2 separate regions of the Mus musculus genome follow, and region 1 is linked to region 2. A link is a contact called in public HiChIP or PLAC-seq data. All regions are on one chromosome and are shown on one strand. The core of a region is the stretch at or near the end of the contact, and the rest is flanking DNA. Distances in the headings are between cores, read along the strand shown.

Region 1 (2,716 bases), core at 144-2,643, 54 kb before region 2:
AGCCCACGCGCGCGGGAACCAAATGAAATAAAAAAGCCTGCTGAAGGAGAGTAGGAGGGCTCCTACGCAGTAGGTGGGGGCTCGTGGGACGTGGTTTGCGCGGAGACAGGAGGCGGGGGTGGGAGGAGAGAAGGGGAAATTCAGCCCTGGTCCCACCTCCTTTCCCGGGGCAGGTGGGGCGGAATGGGCGGGGCTACAATGTGGAGGGGCTGATTTCAGTGGAGCCCTGTCCAGTGTAGTAAAATGTATCCCTAAAGTTAGATACATCCCAATTTCCAGCTCCCAGGAATCTTGAAAACTTGCTAACTAGACAAGCCGGGTCCTTCAAAGCCAGTAGTGCTTTGGAATCTCCTTAGCCAAAGAAGTCAAGTCTACAAATAGTAATGATGAGTTAACCACGCCCACCGCTCCAGGACCTGATCAAGGCAACCACTAGGTGGCGGGCAAAACTAAGCAATGCAGGGGCGGACCGACTTTTACTCGGCCTGGGTCACTTCTTTCAAAGACCAGAGCTACCCCATCCATCCCTGCTTTTATTTTCCTAGTCTGGAGATGAGGGTCCGCAATAACCCAGGTTTTCCTTCTCAGCCTGTGCGCTGTAAAGTGCTGTACCAGGACTCGTAGTGCTCTCGGCTGGCCAGCAGGAGGCACAGGGACCGCGCCCAGTCAAGTCCTAGCCAAACTTTCTCATCCAGCAACCCGCCCTCTCCGTGCGTCCCCTCCCCCCCCCCCGAGAGCCCAGCACCCCGGAGGCCCCAGCAACACTGTCTAGCCTGCAGAGAGGGCAAACAATCTTTCCTTATGAATCATCCCGCAGCCTTTTTGATAGCTTTTACATCTTGAGCTCCGAATCTCTATTCCAGAGGCCTTATTTCATTTTCGACGTACTCTGCCCCAACCCGTGTCCAGATTCCCACTTTTCCTGTTGTGCTACAGATGGGTGCTTGAAATTTCTTCCTGGGCCATCTCATGCAAGGCTCCACTTCTGAGAACTGCTCCCCCTCATCTGCTCAACAGGGTGACCTCTCTCATCCCGTTTCCTCTCCATCACCGTCCCATCCCTGCCTCTGGAGCAGCCCTGCACCTCCATTTAAGTCTTATCTGCTAGGACCCCTCTATACAGAACGCAATACCAAGAAGCTGTAGTAAACTCCCCAGAGTTTGGAACTTACTGTCTTCTTGGCCATGCGTCAGGAGGGCAGTGGCCCCTAAGAGGAGCAGGAGCCGGAGGTCCACAAAGCTGAACATGTCTAGACCCTAGACATGTAGACTCTTTGCGGCTGGGGTGGGGGGTTAGCTTCGGCTCATGCGTGGCCTCACTCCGCGTGCCTCCTGCTCCGTCCCGAGGAGAAACTCCCGTCTGCTCCGACGACTGGCCTGGGCCCCTTTTATACCATCTTGATGGAGAGCTGGGAGGAACCCTGCCTCTCGGAGAGGGGGAGCCAGCAGCCCGGCCCCCAGCCAATCAGAACTGCCTGGCCCGGCCCCCAATTTGGAACGAAGAGGGGGGAGGAGGGAAAGGAAGGGAAAGGAGTCCACCCAGCGCCCCCCCTCCCGCAACTCTGCCGCCCTTGCCCCCCAGATCTACATGGGCCAGAGGTGCTGTCACTGGAGTGTGGCTGGGCCCTCAGTATACTGAGTGTGGGTAGAGAATACCCCTTGTACTTTCTTTCTGGGACTTCAAATCAGAAGGATGTAGAACTGAGAATCTGAGTTGGGAAACACTACAAAGGGATCAGTGTCAGGAATAATTGGGAAAAGGTCCTCCTGGCCATGCCTAGTAATCTTTCAGGCATCCTGGGGAAGAACTAAGGAATAAGTTAGATTAATCTGATTAGAACCTATCAGCTAAGCAGATGTGCCTGTTGGAGGGAGGGGATCACCTCATGGTGTGGACCCAGGAATGGAGGGTAGGAATATTTGTGAACAGTTATACATCTCTTCACAGATACTAAGAGTCAGATATGTGGTGGTTTGAAAGGAAGGGGGTGCCTATCTGTTCTGCCATGCCAGACACACCTTTCTAATAAATAACAGCTCTGAGGCTGAGGCTTGGGGAGACCTTTGACATCCTTGTCCTTCCAGAAGAATGCTTATGCATTAAGTGATGAGCAGCAGTGTGGGCAGGGGGCTTTCTGGGTCCTCAAAGCTGGGGCCTGGGGCATGTTGTATAAATTCTTCTCTGACCTCCTCCATCCCAGCACTGGGATGTGAGTTTGTTGCAGGAAGCCTGTGACCAGGGATGTTTTAGAAAAAGGTCTTGTGTCAGCTGTGGCCACAGCCAGAGATTTGTTAGAGGCCCTCTTATGTAGCAATATCAATGCAGAATGAACAGGTAGAAGGTACTTGGCCATAGAGGGGTGTTCTCAAAGCTACAGAGAGCCCTCTTTTCTAATTGTACTTGGATGTGGTCTGGGGACACCTAGGTGAACTCAGTGTGTGGCAGAAACTTGTGTTTGGTAGCTGAGGGACTTTATTTAATGGTTTCTTCCCATGTCCTCACTTCTTTGCTGAAAATCTTGGCCATTGCTCCCCACCTCTGCCGTCAGGAAAGGGTCATCTGTAGTCCCCCAAGAACAGCAGCTTATATTTAAAGTTGTCGCTAAAAGACAGTGTCCGTTCTTCCCCGGTGCTCCCTGCACCCTGCAAAGGTGCTCTGTCCAATCTGCTTAGGAACTTCATCTTGTCAAACTGTGTGGGTGGTGTGGGAAGGCAC
Region 2 (2,924 bases), core at 212-2,711:
GGATGATGGTTCGTCAAAACTGAGATGTGAGACTTAGGGAGACTAGGGTGTATGTAGACCAGGGTGTGGCAAGTGTTAGGAGCAGGAGATGGAGTCCTGAGTCTGGCCGAGAGCGGGTCTTGTGCCAGGAACACTCACTAGCCACTAGCGAAGGAATATGCTCAGGTGGATCAAGTGGCAAAATTCCGGAAGGGAGGCTGCTGCTCACCACCCCAACACCCCAGGCGTTTGTTTGCGAGAATGGCTAGAAACAAGGCCTCTCTGCCTGGGGGCCCAACAATGAGATGAACCAAGAAAGCAAGCGCGCAAGGCGGGGAAGGCAGGGCTGGTCAAGGGAAAGGACTTTGTGTGGAAAAGGACTCTGTAAAAAGGAGGTACAGGAATGGACAGGGGCCAGTTAGAGGAAGAGACCTCAGAGATCTCATCCCTTCAGTCGGGACTCAGACAGTGAAGCCCCAGCCTGGAGACAGAGTGGGGCAGTGGGGTGGGGCTTTCTCTTCCTGGGGACCAGGGGTGGGGAGTCATACGTCAGCCGCCCCCAATTTCCACGCCACAGTGAGGGTGAGGCAGCCGAGGTCCCTCTTGCGAGGTCCCTCTTGCCTGAGCCATCTGCCCCTGGGGGGTGGGGGGTCCTGGCATCGAATGGGGTGGGGACAGGACTGCAGTCCCTCACCCTCCCTCCATTCACCACAGGGATAGGTAGGGGGCCCAGCAGCTTCAGGGTGGATTTGGTTCTCATTTTACTTTTGGCTCTACTGGTGGAAAAAAAAATCGAGGCGCTCCCCTCCGTGCATCTGAGGCAGAGGAGAGCATAGCGTGGCTTGGAGGCTGTCCTGGCTGGGAAGACGAGAGCGGGCGGGGCCTGGCTGGGGAGAGACTTCCCCCCTCCCGGTGAAGCCCCTGCCCTGCACCCTCTGCTTCTTCAACGTGGCTCTTTGGCCCCGGATTGAGCCTAGCCAGGAGTCCTGAGGGGGAGGGCCAGCCAGGGAGGAGGGAGGCACCAGGGTCAGCCTTTGCCAGAGCACCCTCCCTCTTTATACTCAATCGGGAGGGAGGACGATCTCTCAAAGGAGGCTTGACTTCTCCCAGGAGTCCTCAGAGAAACTGTACCGGGGGGGGGGGGGGGGGGGAAACCAGGGGTAGACAATGAAGTTTTCTCCTTATTGCAGGAATCCTGCCTAACAGTGAGGCTGCTGTGTGTCACAGTCACAGCCATCCCAAGAGTAGCATTAAGCAACCCATTTTATGGATGGGGTGGGTGATTGAGGTTCTCGAAGTCCCATCAACTATGCCCCATCAACTGCTATTAAGTCTCCCTCAGGCGAAGCAAGAGTTTGAACCCAGATACCGGGACTGTTTCCCAAAACGGATGCTTGGGACCCTTCCCCCTACCAACAAGGCTCTGGCGGAGCAGTCAGGGAGGGCACCTCCAAGGAGCTCAGCAGACACACTCTTCTTAGCCTGGCCACTCCTTTCTATGTCTGTGCTGTCCTCAGCCCCTTATTTGGTAGTGAGGTGTCTCAGAGATCTCTTCCATATGCCCTCCTGGGGGGGGGGGGAGAGGCAGCACCCCTCCCACATGCTCCATTTTCTCCGTGGCCTGCCCCAGCCCCCTCCCCAGCCTGCTGCAGAGAGGAGCCCAACCGCTTTCCCTGGAATCTGCTGCTTCGGCTTTCTGATGAGGCAGCATCTGGACTGCATTATGGGTTGAGGAGAAAACTGAGAGCAAAGAACACAGAGCTGGCCCCCAGCTCCTGTCTGCAGGAAGGGCTCTGTGCTCTTCAAGGGCCGCTCAGCCTTAGCCCTCATCTTCCTATCTCCCTAGAAAGTAGACACAAAATGTGCTCAGAAGAAGATGGCCTGGAAGGCAAGACCAGACCTTTGCAGAGCTCTGTTCAAAACTGTTCATCTTACTAACTCTTCCTATGGCAGAGGAGACTAAGGTCCAGAGAAGAGCAGTAACTTTCCCGGGTCACACTGGGAGCCACAAGAACCAAGACCAGGCTTAGGAGCCTTCCATGCATACACGTGGCCAAGTCAAAGCAAGGACCCAACGAGCTGAATGTTTCCCCTGCAGGAGGATTCTGAGTTCATCCCCAAGAGCTGAAGTGACCCAGGAAAGGTTCAAGAGAACTGGCAGGGATCAGCCTTCGTTCTCCTAGGTCTGGATATTCTTGCTTTCTAAGCCCCACTTTTTGCCCAGGTGCCACATTCCCCTGGCGCCCCATTCCTGAGGTTGGCTAAGACTTGGGGTGGGGACCTGCTGGTCCTTCCCGAAGCTCTTCCCCTGCCTAGCCCCAGCTCCAGACGTGGCAGGGTGAGAGCATTGAGTGGTTTCTTTGCTCCCTCCCAAGTGCTGTGCTGGCGGCTCCCGAAATAAAAATCGAATGTGAGCTTGGCAGAGGGAGGGAGCGGGTGGGAGAAGCTGCCGCCGCCGCCGCATGCTGGCCCCTGCCGCCGCCGCCGCAGCATGCTGGCCCTTCATTCTTTCCGTTGTAACTTCACCTCCTAACCTCTGGCATTTTAATTATGTCTCCTACTCGCTGGCTGTGCCTGGGCCCGCTTGTGAGCTCACCCTTTCCTCTAGCAGGGGAGGGAGGGGGCAGTTGCTGAGGTCTTGGACCCCCAGCTTCCAGCCTCTTTCCTGGAAGCTGACTGGCCTCCAGCTCCCCACTGCCTTTGTATCCCCTGGAAGAGCCTTGGGAGGGCGATCTAACTCCCAGGCATTCAGCCTGGCGTCTCTCTGGTCCTTTGTATGACTCATTCCGTCTTCACACCATTTAATGGAGGCCGAGGTCTAAGGGGTGGTGTGACAGGTTTATTACCCTGTTTCATGGCCGGCTCAGCCTCAATTGGATTATGAGCTGCAGAGCTGAGCCTAGGAAGAGGGGCTGGGATAGCCCAGGCTTGACATTTCTTCACAT

What was found. HiChIP or PLAC-seq counts read pairs in DNA pulled down with a chosen protein or histone mark.
Region 1: a contact with region 2 is called in an H3K27ac HiChIP or PLAC-seq map of embryonic fibroblasts, with 53 read pairs. The contact joins the promoter of Col1a1 here to the enhancer-like site in region 2. A contact is called at or near these places in 15 of 39 promoter capture datasets (the 3T3-L1 cell line, 3T3-L1-derived adipocytes, HPC-7-derived erythroid cells and 8 more), 5 of 15 datasets of contacts at CTCF or cohesin (CD8 T cells, the NIH/3T3 cell line and embryonic stem cells), 105 of 484 Hi-C or Micro-C datasets (the 63-12 cell line, 8-cell embryo, the AML12 cell line and 64 more), 31 of 115 datasets of contacts at active chromatin or transcription factors (the NIH/3T3 cell line, acute myeloid leukemia, cardiomyocytes and 19 more) and 6 of 9 other capture datasets (adipose tissue, embryonic stem cells, embryonic tail and 3 more).

The regions. Positions count from the first base shown.
Region 1 is chr11:94,934,901-94,937,616 of GRCm38.p6, reverse strand. It overlaps Col1a1 (collagen, type I, alpha 1), which reads right to left and starts at 1,393. Exons shown (of 51, transcript NM_007742.4): 1 at 1,173-1,393. The coding sequence starts at 1,248.
Region 2 is chr11:94,880,823-94,883,746 of GRCm38.p6, reverse strand. It overlaps A430060F13Rik. Among named protein-coding and RNA genes, the nearest start is that of Gm11544, 33 kb to the right of the region's middle. RefSeq lists an enhancer at 1-2,819. Within about 2 kb of position 1,461, at least 112 of the 459 cell types and tissues checked have an H3K27ac peak or open chromatin away from gene starts, as enhancers often do. A contact at or near this core is called in 3T3-L1-derived adipocytes, the C3H10T1/2 cell line, the MC3T3-E1 cell line and 24 more, where this site is marked.